Regions from separate parts of the Oryctolagus cuniculus genome. Here region 2 is linked to region 1. Evidence: chromatin contacts called from public Hi-C data. All regions are on one chromosome and are shown on one strand. The core of a region is the stretch at or near the end of the contact, and the rest is flanking DNA. Distances in the headings are between cores, read along the strand shown. Region 1 overlaps CMSS1 (cms1 ribosomal small subunit homolog). Region 2 overlaps CMSS1 (cms1 ribosomal small subunit homolog).

The links. Hi-C and Micro-C count contacts between places; a contact is called where the count stands out from the background.
Region 2: a contact with region 1 is called in a Hi-C map of an unstated tissue, with 3 times the contacts expected there. The contact joins two enhancer-like sites. A contact is called at or near these places in 2 of 6 Hi-C or Micro-C datasets (ear pinna and an unstated tissue).

Annotation. Positions count from the first base shown.
Region 1 is chr4:54,310,459-54,315,127 of mOryCun1.1, forward strand. The region is part of intron 1 of CMSS1 (cms1 ribosomal small subunit homolog); the gene reads left to right. The region is part of intron 5 of FILIP1L (filamin A interacting protein 1 like); the gene reads right to left. Among named protein-coding and RNA genes, the nearest start is that of CMSS1, 21 kb to the left of the region's middle. Within about 2 kb of position 1,958, at least 1 of the 8 cell types and tissues checked has an H3K27ac peak or open chromatin away from gene starts, as enhancers often do.
Region 2 is chr4:54,649,526-54,654,194 of mOryCun1.1, forward strand. It overlaps CMSS1 (cms1 ribosomal small subunit homolog), which reads left to right. Exons shown (of 10, transcript XM_008267053.4): 3 at 4,326-4,397. The region is part of intron 1 of LOC108178016 (a long non-coding RNA gene); the gene reads right to left. Among named protein-coding and RNA genes, the nearest start is that of FILIP1L, 47 kb to the left of the region's middle. Within about 2 kb of position 2,571, at least 2 of the 8 cell types and tissues checked have an H3K27ac peak or open chromatin away from gene starts, as enhancers often do.

The DNA of each region.
Region 1 (4,669 bases), core at 708-3,207:
TTTGATTTCATGGTATACTTATCTTCAGTGCTGAAGTGCTGCTTTAACATTTTTATCTCTCAAATAGCCAAAGCTTTTATGTTTTGTTTTTGTTTTTGTTTTTGTTTTAGAAAAATAGAACTCCACACACCAGTAAGGGTTTCATGAGATGAGCAGCTTCAACCATGATTATAGAAGTGATTAAGTTCTGTAGAACTCACACTCTCTGACTTAGGCATTTTGTTGTTCAAATCTTTTCTAGGAAATAATCAGAGAGGCAGACAATGATGTTTATTTTAGGAATATAATGAAAATGGACACAGTTTAAAACTGCTAGTGAATTACAGTATCATCACAGTGAAATAGATTATCTTTAAACAATAATGCTTTGAAGATGTAGGAAAATATTTATTTAGAAGTATCAAAAAGCAAGATAAAAAACTGTATACATGTTTTAAATACCTATGCCTGAAGAGAAAATGCTAGAAGAAAACGTACTCATGCTGTTAGCATTTAACTCTGGCAAGTGGGGTTATAGATCCTTTTTATTTTTCTTACATTATCTGCATTCTCTACACTTTCTATAATAAGTATTACAAGTATAAAAAGCAGTACTAACGTATTAAGAGATTAGAAAAGGAGTGATATATCTCAGAGATTAGGACATTTCTGTGAACATCAGCCATGTTATTTGTAGTTGAAATAAGTGATGGACTGATCAAGTGTGCTGATAATATGACCATAGAATTAGTAATAGCCTGTCCAAGATAGGTTTCCGTGATAAACTTTGTCAAGATTTACATTGGTTAGCCAATTTAGTGTAAAAAAATCTTTGTTGGAATCTTAAATTGTAGATTTACTTTCTTAATTGTATATTCCTGGGCCTCTCCCTTAGATATTGTAATTCATTTGTCTGTGGATATGCCCTGAGATCCACATTTTTAACATATACTCAAGGTAATTTATTCTAATGTAGGTGGTTAGCCCCACACTTTGAGGAACTAATTGCGTAGCTGAACCTTTTTTAGACATGAGCTTTAAGATTTCTTTTATGTGGGACTCTGGCCCAGTAGATAGTCCAGCACTGTGATAGGCCAGGGCATTAGGGGCCAGTGGTGACCTTGAAGAATGCTCATCAGAATCATCTGTGGGGCTTTTAAAATCTGGGCAAAGGCCCAGATGCTGAACTTGGATTTAAGATTGTCTAGGAGTGGAATTATGGGCATATGAATTTTTAGTGAGCACCACAGTTTATTAAATCTGTTCAGCAAACCAATTCACAAAGAATACAGTATAGGTGAGCTTATTTCTTTTAAGCAACAGTGATATGTGTTGGAAAAGAAAATGTGACTTGGGATGGTGGACATTTATAGGAGCTGACTGCCCAATAGTTAGTGAGTTTCTGTTTTTGTACTGTTCATGCTGTAAGCTTTGTGCTTTTCTTGGTAATTCTGATTTAGCTACATAGCTTTAACCTCTAGATGGCAGCAAAGGCTGGTTACTTTATTAGGACAACTCTAAATGTTATTTCCAAAAAATAAAAAAGATGCTGTTTTTTTTTATCGTATGAATTTTATACTTGGACATTTTTCAATAAATGAGGTATGCAGCTTTAAAATGTGTCATGTCTTGGATCATTTTTATAGAGCATCATGTCAAAGAGCTCCAAGTAAGTTTGTTTTATCCAAATTTGGAGTATATATTGCAGGAGGAATCCATGCATATGGCTCTTTTAAGACCACACAGCAAATGCTCTACTCCAAGTAGGAATCTCTGGGTTTCATCAGAAAGCAGATGTTTTGAAGGAGATTAAATAAATTGGAAAGCTCATTCATAAAAGAAAAAGACTTTTTTAAAAAAATGCTCAATTCAACTTAACAAGGAAGTTGAGATTTGGAATGGATTACAAGTATGAGGGATGCTGAGGCAGAGGCAATGGTTCTATCAAGGGAGCAGTAGGAGGAAAAGAAATCTATCTGTGGAATGTATTCATTAAATTCTAAGTGTTGGCTTATTTTGTCCCTAAGTTCTAAAAAGAAACCTAGCAATCTGCAAGATTCCCTGGTTGCTGTGAGTCACTGGATGACAGGGAGCCTTAGTGGCCAAAAGAAGTTTAGATGACATGTTTTCTTTTTTTCATTCATTCATTCATTCATTCTTTTTTTTTTTTTTTAGAAAACTTTTATTTAATAAATATAAATTTCGGAAGTACAACTTTTGGATTATAGTGGTTTTTTCTCCCCATAACCACCCTCCCACCCGCAAACCATCCCATCTCCTACTCCCTCTCCCATCCCATTCTTCATTAAGATTCATTTTTCATTATCTTTATATATAGAAGATCAGCTTAGTATATGCTAAGTAAAGATTTCAACAGATTGCACCCAAGGTGACGTGTTTTCAGTTGTAGTCAAAGTCGCAGTTCTCTCAACCAGTTTCTACATGACCCTTGTGTTCTTTCACATTATCATGGAAGGCTGAAGTTTGGAAATATACCAGAGCAAAACCAGCATTTATGAAAAAGCTATCAAATCCTAATTTGACAGCTGGAGTCAGGATGTTTCCTTTCTCAAAATGAATTTTGTGAGTACTTTGAACTTTCTGAAGCTGTGTTGTCAACATACTGTGTCCCTTCAGGAATGATCCTGACCCCTGGGACTGCAGGGCCCCTCATCACACCTTGACCTCTAAGGATTGAAAGGTTCAAGACTCCCAAGGACCTGGGTTATTTTGATTTGTGGTAATTGAGGACAAGTCGGGGAAAGACTAGATTCAGGGCTTCTGGACTTCCAAAGGGTCCCAGCTGTGGAATGCTTGGTCAAGGCCATGTTATCAGAATGACAGTGTTTTTGTATTTTTGTTTTTATCTCAGTGTTCAGTGGGAAAGTACATAAGTAATGATGATGGATATGGTGGTGAAAAGGAGGAAATGCTAAACTGGAGAAAAATTGCTTCAAAAAATTACTGCTTTATCTTCTTTTGTCTTTTATATTTTTTGGCAAATCACAGCTAATTTGTGTTGGGGAGGGGGAATGGAAATAACAGATAATGAATATGGCAAATAGCCCAAAGTTTCTTATGCTGCTTTGGCTTTTTTCCCTTGATTTTCTCAGGATTTCTTCATTATGTAATAAAACCTTATCACTAAAAGCTTTAGTTTTACACTGCAAGGGATACTATAATTTGATTAGCTACCTTTAGTTTTAAATAGTGTTTCACTGCTATGTTTTATATCACAGAGTTGTCCAGTTTCTGAGGTGAAAGTTCTATAACGTATTGTGGTTTGTGGTCACACCTAGTCACCTCTCCATCTGCCTTTCTGTGGTAACTACATAATGGACAGTGGGGGCAAGCCAAGAATAAACACTGAATTATAGTTTTTAGAATCCTTCCTAACTCCGTGGTTTTCATTTGTGCCAGACATAGAGCATCACATGTAGAAATACTTTGTTAACTTAAAATATATGAACCTGATTGTTGTCTAACTTGTTTATCTTCTTTCTTTCATTCGTCTGTGAGGGTTTTCTTTCATCTCAGCTTTTTTTTTTTTCTTTTCTTTCCTGTACTGATACCCTTTCTCCCCCGCTCTCCCTTCTTTTTCTTTCATTTGGACCCATTCAATTTTTTCACTTCTTCTCAGTCTTACATCTTAGAACAACTGTACATTTCTTCCCAGTACTTGAACAATGTGCAGTGATTTTACCATTATTGCAGCAGGAATTGGACTGCTAGGGGAAAGGAAATCCTGCCCCTCTCCTTCAGTGACCTGGCTGACCCCTTAGCCATTGTGTCTGGACTGAGCAGACAGATTACATAAACCTTGTACTCTGTGGAAGAATTTGCCACTTTCTGGCACAGGGGAATTGCAGTAAGGGCAGGATGGCCCCCCTTTCCCACCAAGTGAATTTCCTTCCTCATTGGCAATCTGAGAAAAACCTGGAATAGGGCCGTAGTTGATAGGTTTGTCTCTGAAAAAGTATTAATAATTGTCCATTGTTCTTCATAGTCTTCTCATTACCCTTCTTAGGAGCCAAAAGCAGCAGCCTCAAAAGCACTTACATTTTCCAAGGTTGCTGTAATAAATTTGTATTATTATAACCAGAAAAAAAAGTTTTATGTAGAATAAATGGGCTGCTTACACATGTTACTATAAGAGATGTTGTACATTGCAGTGTGATCCCTACCACTGACTCCCTGCTTATTGCCCTGAAGGAATGGTTTACCTCTTAGGCTAAAGACTCTTTGAAGTTCTGCAGTTTTTAATTAGCTCCTCTTTCTAAAATTTTCTGTGGTTTAAAAAGTGACTGATACAGGTGTATTCAGGCAGGAACAACAGAACAGATAAGAAATAACTTTCATTTATTTTTTTAAAAAGAAGAAATAAACCTAGCTGATTTGTTAATACCGAAGGATATTACTGTATTCTTGAAGAATTTGTGTTGTTTAAAAAGTAACTGTGGGGCCCGTGCTGTGGCATAGTAAGTTAAGTCTCTGCCTGTGGTGCCAGTTTGTGTCCAGGCTGCTCTTTGAATCCATAGCGGCCTGGGAAGGCAGCAGCAGATCGCCCAAATACTTGGGCCGCTGCACCCATGTAGGAGACCTGGAGGAAGCTCCTGGCTCCTGTCATTGGGTCAGCCCAGCTCTGGCCGTTGCAGCCATTTGGGGAGTAAACCAACGGATGGAAGATCTC
Region 2 (4,669 bases), core at 1,321-3,820, 340 kb after region 1:
TGGTAGTTTGCCTGTATCTTCAAGCCTTCCTCTTATATTTTTTATTCCAAATTTCTTAACTGTTTCAATATTTAAATATTTTCTGATAGCATCTTATTTTTGCTTCATGGCAGCAAAATCTTCCTTTATCTCTCTGAGAGAATGTAATTGTTTTGAAGTACTGTCTCATTCTAATCTGGGTTCTTTTTGTTGTTTATTTGCTCACACTTTGTACTTTACTTAGATGTCTGAGCCTTAGTTGTCTATTATTGAAGAGATTTACTAAAAAGTTCATGGAGGGGCCAGCATTATGACATAGTGATTAAAGCTGCTACTTCCAATACCAGCATCCCATATGGGTGCTGGTTCAAGTCCTGGCTGCTTCACTTCCTATACAGCTCACTGCTAATGCACCTGGAAAAGCAGTGTAAGATGGCCCAAGTCCTTGGGCCCTTGTACTCACCTGACCAGAAGAAGCTCCTGGCTCCTGGATTCAGTTTGACCCAGCCCTGGCTGTTGCTGCCATTTGGGGAGTGAACCAGTAGATGGAAGATCAATCTCTCTCTTCTCTCTCTCCCTCTGTCCCTCTCTATATATGTAACTCTGCATTTCAGATAAATAAAATAAATCTAAGAAACTGTGAAACTTCTTGTGCATGTACATGGCTTATTGATTAGTGTTCCTTATGATACTGGAGAACAAGCTGGACCTCCAAATCTTCCTGTATTGTGGCATTTCTCTCAGCTCACTTCATTTTCCAAAGAAGATTTTAATAGTCTCCAGCCTGCAATATATAAGCATGGAACAGGGGCAGAAGGTGTAGGGAACGTCAATCTCTGCCTCCTTTCCTCTGCTAGATGTTTTGGTCCCTTGATTTCTCCAGGGAATAGACCTCAAGTCTGCTAACAGGAAGGGCCAGGTGAAAGGAGAGAGTTGCTTGGCTGCCAGGATAGGAGATACAGCCTAGTGTTAATAAATATAAATTTCCAAAGTACAACTTTTGAATTATAGTGGCTTTTCCCCCTATAACCTCCCTCCCACCCACAACCATCCCATCTCCCACTCCCTCTCCCATCCCATTCTTCATCAAGATTCATTTTCAATTATCTTTACATACAGAAGATCAACTTAGTATATACTAAGTAAAGATTTCAACAGACTGCACCCACACAGACACACAAAGTATAGAGTACTGTTTGGGTAGTAGTTTTACCATTAATTTGCATAGTACAACACATTAAGGACAGAGATCCTACATGGGGAGCAGGTTCACAGTGACTCCCATTGTTGATTAACAGTTGACACTCTTATTTATGACGTTGGTAATCACCTGAGGCTCTTGTGATGAGCTGCCAAGGCTATGGAAGCCTCTTGAGTTCACCAACTCCGATCTTATTTAGACAAGGCCATAGTCAAAGTGAAAGTTCTCTCCTCCCTTCAGAGAAAGGTACCTCCTTCTTTGATGGCCCATTCTTTCCACTGGGATTTCACGCACAGAGATCTTTCATTTAGGTCATTTTTTTTTTTTTTTTTTTTTTTTTTTTTTTTTTGCCAGAGTGTCTTGGCTTTCCATGCCTGCGAAACTCTCATGGGCTTTTTAGCCAGATCTGAATGCCTTAAGGGCTGATTCTGAGGCCAGATTGCTGTTTAGGGCATTTGCCATTCTATGAGTCTGCTGTGTATCCTGCTTCCCATGTAGGATCATTCTCTCCTTTTTAATTCTATCAATTATTATTTGCAGATACTGGTCTTCCAATTGTTTTTCTTAAAACCTATGTTTTTGGTAACATTTTGTCTATGTACAAGTGTATTCCAAAACTCGTGGAAAATGCATGTTATGAAAAAAACCTATGGATGAATTTCAAAAATTTTTATACCAAATTAACTTCTCTTTTGCTTCTATTTTTTGACAAATTTTTAGAAATCAGCTTACATAATTCTTTATACTAAATATTTAAGGTTACTACCTTATATATGAAGAAATATTACTTATCAACTCTCAAAGTCACATGCTGTTGGAATTGGTTTCCAGAAATAGGTAGTAACCAAACCTCTGTCTCCCACATCTTCCATGGTATCTGAGGATAGAGATCAATATTCATAAGACAGCTGACTAATTGTGGGAATTTTCAGTGCTGTGGATTTGGATTTCTGCATACTGCCATCTTACCTATATGGAAAAATTACCCATGGCCTGCAAAGGGGACTGGTCCCAGAAAAGAAATCTATGGCATTTCCTTTAGGATGGTCTAACAATTTGAAGCTAACTGTTAAACCTGATTCAGTATGTTGATGATGAAAGCCATTCTTCAAGCATGCTTCTTTTTTTCCTATACATGATTCAAAATTTCATTTTCATGTTTGCTTCATAACTGAATATCTGTATCCTTATAACTTTTCTCTAAATTTGAATTGTATTTGAATTCATTGGTTCTGTAAATGTAGCACGAATACAACTATGTTGAATATACTCCTAGAAAGCACCTCCATAGGCTAAATGAGAAAATGTGACAGGTTTCTAAATCTGCTTCACCAGAACTTTGATACTGGTGAAGAGACACTGCAGTGTAACTGAGGAGATCCACTGAGCACATTCAGTCCTTTGCCTGAGGAACACTGACTGATGATGGCCTGCTCTATAATTGACTCCTGACAATCTGGCATCTTCTGTAATATAGTTAGTGGCTGTGGCCCAGTTTCTAATTGGCATGTATCAACATCCCCAAGACAGCTTAGCTTTCTAAATAAAAGAGGTCATTCTTTTCTTTAGCCACGATACAATTGCCCTTTACAGGTTTTTTGTTTTAATTGAGAAGAAGCTAAAATTTCAAGATCCCTGTGTTGTTTTAATACCAAACCTTGAATCTGTCTCCACAAACTGAAACAGAATCCAGAAACTGCTGGTCCCTTGCTGGCCCAGTGTCTTGAAGAAATTATGTAGCATTCTATCTTTCTCTGTGACTTCAGGCCATAAGCATTCTTAATCTACAAGCTGTCTGCAAGTTTTCATAGAAAGATTCTTCTGTAATCATTTTAAACAGAGCCAGTAGAGGCAAGATTGCTCTAGTTAGCAATTTACCAACGTAAACTGAGCATTCTCTAGTTGGAATGGAAACTTAATCAAGAGAAAATTCAGAATAAGTTTTCACTTATATTTTATATCTTCCTTGGCAACCTGTCTAAAAATGCTACATAAAAGCACAGGAAACATTTTATATTCCTGCTCATGATTAATAAATATGGAATTTGAGGCATTTGATTTTATAAGCCAAGGTCTTAGTCTAAATTTCCTGTTTTTTTTCCTACATAAAAAAAAATAAAACAAGCTCAGGGTAAAAATAGCACTAAACTGTGTAGGATACTCGGGGGTCAGTGCAACTGGCAGAGCAGATTATTCTGGCTGCTGTGGTGCCGAGACTTGTTATCAGACTCTTATGAGACATTTAATCTGTAATCACTGTAGAAAAGGCATTTGGTACAGCTGGTTTTATAAAAACATAAATAAATGTATCCTACTTCAGATTTTCTATGATTATAGAAAAGAGGAAAGGAATGGATAGTACAAAATAATAAACTGGTAACTTTGAAATACAGGCTCAAAAACTGTCTTACCCCACCACATTTCAATTTTAATCACATACATTTCTACCTTTTTTTTTTTTTTTAACAATCCTGGCCTCTGTCTTTGAACATTAATACCCTGCACATACAAAGTACACATATACACTCACTCAATTTGATTTTTGTTTAAAGATTTTCCAGTATTTTTTATTTATTTATTTTTTGACAGGCAGAGTGGACAGTGAGAGAGAGAGACAGAGAGAAAGGTCTTCCTTTGCCATTGGTTCACCCTCCAATGGCCACCGCGGCTGGCGTGCTGCGGCCGGCACACCGCGCTGATCTGATGGCAGGAGCCAGGAGCCAGGTGCTTTTCCTGGTCTCCCATGGGGTGCAGGGCCCAAGCACCTGGGCCATCCTCCACTGCACTCCCTGGCCACAGCAGAGAGCTGGCCTGGAAGAGGGGCAACCAGGACAGAATCCGGTGCCCCAACCGGGACTAGAACCTGGTGTGCCGGCGCCGCTAGGCGGAGGATTAGCCTAGTGAGCCGCGGCGCTGGCCAGATTTTCCAGTATTAAGTCATCTGCATTGTTTTATTTCCTGAGATACTCTCAGCTTACCCCCTGCATAATAAACTACAGTGTGTCCTCTAACATCTTTTTCTGTAAAATGTTAGGGAGATGCTCTGAAGAAAACATGCATGGCAGAAAGTACTTTGGGATTCATACCATTAATCCATACTTCATCCTGCAGAGAAGAAAGTTTTGTCATTTGTGTTTCTTTGTAGCCTAAAGAATGTTTCTTGGTACAACCAAAGGAAACAAAAGAGGGTGGCACCAAGACCAAGAAGAGGAGAAAGGTAATACTTTCTTACAGTGGTATGGCCCCACATGCTTTCTATCACATTTTTATAAGTCACACTTTGATGAAGCAACTGTTGTAATCCTTGCTTTAGAGAGGTAGAAATTGTTAAGGATCAGGGAGGTTTGGTGACTTTCCTAAGGTCACTAGTAATAAGTGGAGCCAAAAATAAATTCATTTGACTCCTATTTCAGTCTTGTGGAGCACCGCACCTCTTAGTTACCCACCCTGTGTTTTCACTGTGGTTAGATGTCAGACATGGGTTTCTAA